Regions from separate parts of the Mus musculus genome. Here region 1 is linked to region 2. The links are chromatin contacts, called in public promoter capture Hi-C maps. All regions are on one chromosome and are shown on one strand. Each heading gives the region's core, a stretch centred on a gene start, on an enhancer-like site or on the middle of the called end of the contact. The rest is flanking DNA. Distances are from core to core; before and after follow the strand shown.

Region 1 (4,607 bases), core at 1,001-3,500, 700 kb after region 2:
CATATAATAAATTTAAAAAAAAAATCCCAAAATTGTAACTACACCATTACACCTGATTTTCTCTTGCTTTCTTTTAATTATTTTAAATGTTTCCTTTATGTTTATGGGTGTTTTGCCTGAATGTATGTCTGTATGTGCTTGGTGCCTGTAGAGGCCCAAAGAGGGCATCTGATCCCTTGGCACTGGAATCATACATATTTGTGAAGCTGCCACTGGGTACTTGGAATACAACTTGGATCCTCTGGAAGAGCAGTGTTCTTAATTGCTGAGCCGTCTTTGCAGCACCTCCCATTTTTGAGACAGTCTGTCAAATGTTTAGCCCTGCCTGTCCACAAACTTGCAAGGATTATAAAATCTGTAGTAGGTCTGGAAGGTGGTGGTACATGCTTTTAATTCTAGCACTTGGGCAGGGGCAGGTGGCTGTGAGTTCAAGGCCAGCCTGGTCTACAGAGCAAGTTCTAGCCAGAACTACACAGACAAACTCTGTCATGAAAAACAAAAGAAACTGCTTGCCCTTGACAGTTGTGAAGTCCTGGCTTTGTTCTTCACCCTTTATCTCTGTCGCCCTGCAAAACCCTTTGGGCTCAGCTTCAAAATCAGTTGTTGCCACTGCTGCCATCAACTTCATTTGCAGCCAACCTGCTCCACTAGTGGGCTTTGGGCTCTGCCTGGATTCCTTACTGTTGTTGCTATGGAGACTTTTATGTAGACCAGGCTGGCTTCAATCTCATGAAGTTGGTGTGACCCTTTTCCCTTACCTTTTTTTTTTTTTTTTTTTTTGGTTGGTTGGTTTTTCGAGACAGGGTTTCTCTGTGTAGCCCTGGCTGTCCTGGAACTCACTCTGTAGACCAGGCTGGCTTCAAACTCAGAAATCCGCCTGTCTCTGCCTCCCGAGTGCTGGGATTAAAGGCGTGTGCCATCACGCCCGGCTTCCCGTACCTTTTAATTAATGCCTAGTGTCACTACTCAATCTCTATTATTATTGTTTATTAATTATGAGACAAGGCTGTCGTATTAAGTCAGTTGCCCAATCAGGTTTTGAGCTCACTTTGAAGTGCAAGCAGACTCTGAATTATGTGCACATGTGACACAGGACTTGTGTGGGGCTCAGGGAGCACTTTGTAAGGGTCTCTTTGCTCCTCCCACCATAGGGTTTAGGGAAATTGAACCCAGGTTGTCAGGCTTGGTGGCAGACAAGGACCAGGTGACCTCTCTTGCTGCTCACCTTCCAGTTTAGCTTTTTAAATCAATTATAAAACACGAGATTTTTAAAAAGCCAGCCTACTGCCAGGACATTTGCTCCAGGTGACAGGCATCATAGCTTGGGTGTGCTGTCAGGGGCCTGATATAATTTGGTTAAAGTAGTGTATGAATCAGCAAGGAAGAACAAAGTATAGTCCAAATAGGTTTTCTAGTTTAAAAGAAGGCAGGAGGGAACTTCTCGCATGCAAGAGGCTATAAATTCAAACCTCAGCACCCTATATATAGTTTAACAGCCACGTGTAGTAGTGCACACCCAATTAAAGGTGAAGACAGAAGGCTTAGGAGTTCGAGGTCAGCCTGGGTGCATAAGCTAACACTGCGTAAACACAACGCCACTTACATCGAGCGCAGATAATCTAAGGCTGGATAGTATCACAGGTTAAAAACAAACGGAAGCAAGAAATGCCACTGCACAGTCCTTTCAGATCAAGAACGTGATCTGGGTAAGGCAACTGCTAGAAGGCCCAAGCAACAGTGGGCAGACCCTGGACAAATGGGCCAGCAGCTATGCTGGTCACGCCCAGGCTGCGAGAGACCCGCTGGAAGTTGTAGTCTTTTAGCCACCTTGCCACGTCACCGCCTCCAAGAGGCAAGAACGCCTGGTTCCTACATCTACCCCTCAGTCTGGTGGTAGGTTCCGTCGCGCCACCCATTATCCTGTCTACCGCCTTCTGTCCCTCCAGCAGTGAGGACTTGGTATTGTCTCACCAGCTCGAACTCTTGTAGCACAGTTTCTCTCTTGTCATTTCCAAGTCTGAAACCCTCCCTCCCTGACCTTCTTGGTTTGCTCCAGCCACACCCCCTTACAGTCCTCCATCCCTGTTTGTCAGCGCTGGCTCCCCAGCTCCATAGTCTGTTGGTTAGCGCCGGCTCCTCCTCTCCCCGGCGTTGGTCCCGGCTCTCCCTCTTCTTCCACGTTGGTAGGCGCCAGCCCACCCCCCCCGCATCTCCCCCCAGCTTCGCGTTGGTTGGCGCCGGGCTCCCCTGTTCGCTGCAGTGGTTCGGCCGCGGCGACCCCTCAGCGGCGCGTCCCCCGCCGCGGTCCCGCTCCGCTTCTCCCCGAAGCCGCGCGCCCGCGCCTGTCGGTCGGCGGACCCGCAGCCCCCCGTGAGGCCCACGGCCTCCCACCCGCCATGGTCCGCCCGCGCCGTGCCCCGCACCGCTCCGGCGCCGGGGGCCCCCTCGGAGGTCGTGGCCGGCCACCGCGGCCCCTGGTCGTCCGCGCCGTGCGCTCACGTTCCTGGCCTGGCGGTCCTCGAGGCCCGCAGCCACCGCGGATCCGGGCTCGTTCGGCCCCTCCCATGGTGAGTCCCACGGCCTGTTTCCAGAGCCTTCCACGCACGCCCCGCCCCGCCACCCCTCCCCTGGCGGGCGCCTTTGTCCGCAGCGCCCACGGGCCTCCCGCGGGAGGGCGCACCCAGGGGTCCGGGATCAGTCCTTGATCGGCTCTGGGCGCTCCCCTTTGTTGCGCGGCGGGCTGGGCGGGGGGCGGGGTACGGAGGCGGGGCGGGTTCGAATTACTGCTGACTGCGCGGCCGGCTGCACACGCGCGCGGGGGGCGCCTGGGGTGCACGCTTGTTTTTCCAATTGCAAAGTTGGTCCTCGGCCTCCGGGTCTGGAAATGCGCGAAGCGGCCGGTGGAGGAGCCCGGCGCTTACACGCGCGCCCAGCTGTTGCTCGCGGGGGCGTTGTCCCCCGGGGCCAGATGGCGATTGTGGACAGTCCCTCTATTTGCATACCCGCCCGCCCCGCAGCTAGCCCAGACCTTAAGCCTTAAGATAAAGCTTAAGGTAAATATTCAGCTCTGTAAGTTCGTGGGGTTGTCACCTTTTTGTCCACTCAGTAAACGTGCGCGCACTTTCTAGAAACATTGAGATTTTCTTGGGGCAACAAAATTGCCCCCATTGTGATGGTGGACTCGTGGCCACACCTGCGCATGCTTGGCCAGCGGTAAGCTATTCCCTGGCGTGGTACTGACCACTTCAGACTTCTGACGACGTTGTTCTCCGAGGAGCTGAGGCGGGTCTGTCGCCTGGATCACCTGAGGAACGCAGACACACCCCTCGCTGTAGTACAGCCTAGGCTTGAAGTTTTCTCTTGGTGTTGGGAGCCCTTCCTGGGGTCCTCATATGTGTCCCTTTTCTACAAATGTGACTTGGCTCTGGCCATGCAGTGCGCAAACAGCAAATCAGGCATGCGTAAACACGAACTTGGCGCTTAGTGGGCTTCATGTTCCTAGTTTGTTTCCCTGCTGTTGTGGGCATACAGGTGTTTTTGGGTGCAGGCAAACACACAAGCCTCTTAATGGTTATCCCTCACCCCGCACTTGAATAGTTTTGGATTTTGTTTAGGTTCCTAAGTGTGTTTGCCTGATTTTCACCGACTGTGTGGTGGTGTACATGCTGACACTTGTAGTGTCTCACTGCACACCCAGCCCAGGCAGCCAGTGTGCGGATTTGCTGTAATCCTGAGGGCTTGGGTCTGCAGAACCATCAGGAAGGCCCCTCAGCAGTGAAGACCTAGGCTCTTCTGCTACTTAAGTCACCGGGAGAACTTTCTGGTTTGTCATCACACCGGGTATAAAGGACTCACGAGCTTTAGCAGAGAGCAGAGATGCGTTGGTGACAATCAGAAGGGTCTCTGGCCTGGAGTGTGTCTAGTCTGGTTAGAGACTGGCCCAGGAGACCGACTGGTCTTTTGGAAATGTTTTGGCCGGAAAAAGAGTTTAGTTTGCACCCTGGGGTGGAGGAGGGGACACGTGGCCATGTTTGGCACCACTGTTCAGCATGCATTCAGGTAAACGTTTTGGTTCAGGTAGACTCTAGCTTCCTTAGGATTCCCCCCTCCCCCGCCCCCCAATTGTCCTCCAGGGTGTTCTATTTACTTGGTTTCTGGTTGCTGCCACATTGCGGTCCTCAGTGAAGGCTATCCTTTGTGGGAGGCTCCTCTTAGGGGTGATGCTGCCCACAGTTTTCTGACAGATTGATCTGAAGGTCAAGCTTTGAGGTCTGGCCTGCTGGGGAAGGCGTCAGGACCGGAAGTGTGTGCCCAGGGACTTGAGTCTGGACCTGAGGGTGACCCCTCCAGGATGTGCGGAAACGCCTAACCTGGAATGACCTAGGAATTCTCCCCTCTGCTGCAGGAGGGTGCTCGAGTCTTTGGAGCCCTGGGGCCTATCGGGCCCTCTTCACCTGGGCTGACTCTTGGGGGCCTCGCAGTGAACGAGCACCGGCTCAGCAACAAACTGCTGGCCTGGAGTGGCGTGCTGGAGTGGCAGGAGGTGAGGCTGGCTGGGCCACCCAAATCTCTGAGTGGGTGGAAGGCATGGGGGGGAGGGGCCCGGG
Region 2 (5,002 bases), core at 2,301-4,800:
CCAGTCTGGTCTAGAGAGTGAGTCCCGGGACAGCCAGGGTGACACAGAGAAACCCTGTCTTAAAAAAAAAAAAGCAAAAAAAAAAAAGCAAAAAAGCAAAACAACAACAAGCAAACATGACAGAACCAGTCTAGTCACCAAGTGGGTTACAGGGATCAGACTCGGGCCTCCAGGTTTGCTGGCAAGCACTTCACCAACGATGTCCATAGCTCCCAGCCCTCAGATGAAATGCGGGTTTAATGGTGTGGCACCCAAGGGCTTCTGGGGTGATCTAAGAGTGATGACCCCTCATTGTCTCTGTGTGGTGACATGAAGCTTGCCTAACACTGCCACCTTGCATCAGACACAGTGTGGGGACGAGACAACTGCCCCGGGTAGAGCAGCCAGCACGAAGGCAGGAGAGCAGAGGAAACCAAGAATACATTTTTTTTTTTTACTTTTTAGTAGAGTTAGCCAAAAAAACTGAACAATGCAGAAAAGAGATACTGAGCTGCTGGAGAGAAAAGATGGAGCTGGGGTTGTACTCAGTTGCAGGATGCTTGCCTAGCATGCAGGACTCCCTGGGTTTATTTCTTCCCCAGCAGCACAGAAACCCTGCAATCCCAGCACTTGGGAGATAAAGGAAGAAGAATCAGGACTCCAAGGCCATCCTTGTCTATGTAGCAAGTTTAAGGCCAGTCTGACCTATAAGACCTTGTCATAAGATGATGATGATGAAATGAGGAATGAGGGACAAGGGTGGTGGCACACACCTTTAATCCTAGCACTCAGGAGGCAGGGACATGCAGATCTCTGAGTTCAAGGCCTGCCTGGCCTACATTATGAGACCCTGTCTCATTAAAAAAAAGAACCGGAGACTGAGAGCTGTCAAGAGAGTTATGATTATAAAGAGAGGACTGAGATGACTTACTGGGTAAGGAGACCCATCAGCATGCCTGAGGGACTGAGTCTGATTCCCCGGGACCCACAGGCAACCAAAATGTAACGGAGAAAGGGGCAGGGGTGGGCAATACCAGGAGGGAAGGGAAAAGCAGAGAGTCAAAGAAACTCTAAACTGGGTTTGGTAACACAAACCCATCGTCGTCACAGAACTCGGGAGGGTGAAGCAGGAGGATCAAAAGCTCAAGCCCAGCCCAAGCTAAAGAGATCCAGGGGAGCCGGGTGGTGATGGCGCACACCTTTAATCCCAGCACTTGGGAGGCAGAGGCAGGTGGATTTCTGAGTTCGAGGCCAGCCTGGTCTACAAAAGTGAGTTCCAGGACAGCCAGAGCTATACAGAGAAACCCCGTCTCAAAAAACCAAAAAAAGAGAAAGAGAGAGAGAGAGAGAGAGAGATCCAGGGGAATGGAGGGAGAGAAACATCACACAGCCTTGAGGCACAGAAAAGGCATTGTGTCAAGAGATGATGAGTCTGAGCTGGCACAGAGCTCTTGCAACCTCGGAAGTGCTACCTTTGTCTTCCTGGAGCAATTCTGTAAGGCCAACAGTAGTCTTCTCTTGGCTCAAAGAACACCCCTCCCCCATACCATAGGATAAGAATTAAGCTTAAAGAAGGAAGCTAGATGGGGGTTGGGGGTGGGGGCTACAGGAAGTAGAAAAGAGTGGAAGCAGAGTTCAGAGATTAAAGGGGAGGGTGCTGGGCAGGGTTCCCTGTGGTTTGCCCATGCTCCTTTCACATCCCAGCAGCCCAGAACTGAAACACAGTATCCATCAAAGATCAGGTGTTCTTGCCAAAGCTCCACTCTCACGCCAAAAGTAAGCAAAATAATTATCATAGTAAGGTGTTGTCCTGTCTCAGATAACTGTCCCTACACCATGCTATCTCCTCACATAGCCCCAGGCTGTCCTCATCATAGGACAGACTCTCCATCAGATTTGTAGAAGTCCAAGGCTCAGATACAACCAGTCACCTCAGGACAGTCCCTTATAGAGCAACATAGTGTCCTAACACAGCTCAGGGCTGTTTCCTGACCCCATCCCAAACATGTTCCCCTCTACAGCCAGGGTTGTCCTTGGCCAGTTGAAGGGCTGTTTCTTTCAGACTCAGAGTATCCCAATGCCAGTCTAGGCTAGTCCCTGTAAGACAGTCCTTGCAAACCCCAGCCAGCAGGTTCCTCTATACTCCAAAATTTCACTTTGTGGACACTCACCACTAGATACTCATAGCTCTGAGCAGGCTCATGTTCAAAGTGTCTCCATTACAGGGTAAAACTGTCTTCAGAACCCAGTTCTGTCCCATTAGAATTAGAGATTGGTCCAGTATGGCAATGCTGTATCCATCCAAGGCCACCACACAGTCAGAGCCTAGATTCTTGTCCCCGTCATATCCCAAGACCATCTGCATAGAACATTTCTGTCTGTCACTAAGAACTGGGGGACTTAAAGGTTTGTTCAGGAATTCGCCAGCCTGGAGCGAGAACTTCTGATAAGCAGGTGGGAGCTAACAGCAAACGCTTTCCCCCAAGGTTATGGCCAGCTGTTTCCACACTTATTTATCACGTTCTCTTAAGATCACAGACTCTCAAGCTCAGCAGTGGTGGCCCAGGACTTTAATTCTAGGACTCAGAAGGCAGAGGCGGGCAGAGTTCGAGGCCAACCTGGTGGTCTACAGAGCAACGGGACAGCTGGGAGTATGCAGTGAAACCCTACCTCGAAAAGACAAACAAACAAACGAAATATCATAGATTCTCCATCTATGACACCGCTTGACACCATCGGTAAGCACTGACTGAAGTCTTCTGGTCTGGAGGATCTTTTATCATTTTGACAGACAGAAACTTGACTGGGATTACAAAACCAGGTACAGAGAGCCTCAGACACTGCACACATCGACATGTGCTTTTTGTTCCAAGAAATAAGATCTTGGGTTCAATTCCCACCCAAGACCCTGCGCCAAGCCATACACTAAGTCCCAAGAGGTCCTGGGCCCCTTGTCTAAAGGAACCCAAGAGCAACTGGTCCTTAACACACACAGGCTGCATGCCCCAGCCACAACTTCCCCGCATCCACCCCACCCTGTACTTCTCCCATTATAGTCCTCCTCCATGGCTCCCCACGTCCGAGCTCCCGGTTCAGGCACCTCTCGCGCCCCACTCCTGTCTACCCATTCTGCCGCCCGCCCGTTATAGCCCCGTCTTTCTTCCCAAGGGGGGGTCCATCCGCCTCCGTGCTGGGCAGCGGAACCCGAGGCACAGAGGAATGACGCCAAGCCGGAAAGGCTGCGCGCCAGTGGTCCACCCGGAAGTGCGCCCCCCCCGCATCAGGTCCCCCAGAGCCCCCAGCGCCGGCCGGCCACGCACCCACCTGTCCTAGTGTGGCTGCAGCCATGATCCGGTGTGTGCGGCTGGTGACTGTGCCCGCCTGGGGCGCGGCCTGGTGAAAGGCATTCGGGCCCCGCCCTGCTCACGCCCCCTCCCGCAGATGGCTGCTGTGTCGAGCCTCACTTCTGCCAGGCCGTCCTTAGTTCTGGGACCACAGGGACCCAGGCTCTGCTGTGAAGATCCTGCGCGGGAACGGTCCCGACCTGCCGCACTCTCTCCCTCCTCGCCTCCACCCTACCCTGCTCTACCACAGCCACACTCACTCCCAGCTAGGCATTTACTTTGGCTTTTGTTTGGCATCTGAGTATGGAATCCGTGGGCTCGTGAATGTTTGGGAAGCGCTCTAACCCCTGGGAACAGATCCAGACCTCTAAATTTTGTATATGTCGCCGAGCATGGTGGCACACGTCTTAAGCTCAGCGTTTGGGAGACAGGTGGAAGGATCTCTGTGAGTCCAAAACCATTCTGAGCCACCTAATTAGTTCCAAGCCAGCCAGGGCTATCTGGTAAGACCCTGCCTTAAAACACTGCCTCCCAGCACTCGAGGCAGAGGCAGGAGGATTTCTGAGTTCGAGGCCAGCCTGGTCTACAAAGTGAGTTCCAGGACAGCCAGGGCTACACAGAGAAACCCTGTCTCGAAAAACAAACAAACAAAAAAAAGAGGTTGGAAAGAGGGCGCAACAGTTAAAAGTACTGGGCTGCTCTTAGAGAGGACCGGGCTTGGTTCCTAGCACCCACATAGCTCATAAGTGCCTGTAACTCCAGTTCCAAGGGATTCTGTGCCCTCTTCCGAGTTCCACAGGCACCGGCATGCACATGATACACTAACATATGTGCAGGCAATACACATACACAAAAAGTTTAAAACATTTTTTCTTTCTTCTATCTATCTATCTATCTATCTATCTATCTAGAGACAGTGTTTCTCTGTGTAGCCCAGGTTGTCCTAGAACTAGCTCGGTAAGTAAACCAGGTTGTCCTCAGACTTACAGAGATCCTCCTGCCTCTGCCTCCAAAGCTGAAATTAAAGGTGTGCCACCACTGCTTGCTATAAAACGCTTTTCTAAAAATAAAGCAAGAACAACAATGCACATTCACAGGAACTATCATCAGTGGCAAAGCGGGCCAGACGGCTTTGATAAAAAGGAACAGCGCAGCCGGGTGTGGTGGCGCATGCCTTTAATCCTAGCACTTGGGAGGCAGAGGCAGGTGAATTTTGAGTTCGAGGCCAACTCTGTCTACAGAGTGAGTTCCAGGCCAGCCAGGGCTACACAGAGAAACCCTGTCTCAAAAAACCAAAAAAAAAAAAAAAAAAGAAACAGTTCACTGTAAATGCCAGTGGATCAGAGAAAGTGTACTTTAAGCCAGGCCTAGCTGAGGCAGGAGGTTTGTTGCAAATAAAAAAGCACCCTAAGTGAGAAAGCTAAACTCTTGTCTCAAATGAGACAAAAAGAAATAGGACTTTGGAGAAAGATGATGGCTAGAAGCTAAGACGCCTCACTCTGCACAAGGAGATAACATGTTCATTGTAATTCTGAGATAAGTGCTTGAGTACACACACAGAGGGGGGTGTGTATGTGTTCTCAGGTCCATGGTTCATTGTGCCTCCTTCAAGTTTCCTAAGAAGCTCAAAAAAATTTCATACTTCAAATCATTACAGGACCTCACATCAGCCTACAGCT

Evidence for each region. Capture Hi-C pulls out chosen DNA fragments and counts their contacts.
Region 1: a contact with region 2 is called in a promoter capture Hi-C map of adipose tissue. The contact joins the promoter of Ptov1 here to the promoter of Bcat2 in region 2. A contact is called at or near these places in 4 of 39 promoter capture datasets (cranial neural crest, liver and pre-B cells) and 2 of 9 other capture datasets (adipose tissue and pancreatic islet).

The regions. Positions count from the first base shown.
Region 1 is chr7:44,867,311-44,871,917 of GRCm38.p6, reverse strand. It overlaps Ptov1 (prostate tumor over expressed gene 1), which reads left to right and starts at 2,250. Exons shown (of 12, transcript NM_133949.2): 1 at 2,250-2,567; 2 at 4,406-4,543. The coding sequence starts at 2,397.
Region 2 is chr7:45,568,701-45,573,702 of GRCm38.p6, reverse strand. Bcat2 (branched chain aminotransferase 2, mitochondrial) reads right to left here and starts at 3,550. Exons shown (of 11, transcript NM_009737.3): 1 at 3,304-3,550. The coding sequence starts at 3,327. It overlaps 0610005C13Rik (RIKEN cDNA 0610005C13 gene), which reads left to right. Exons shown (of 5, transcript NR_038166.1): 4 at 2,511-2,717.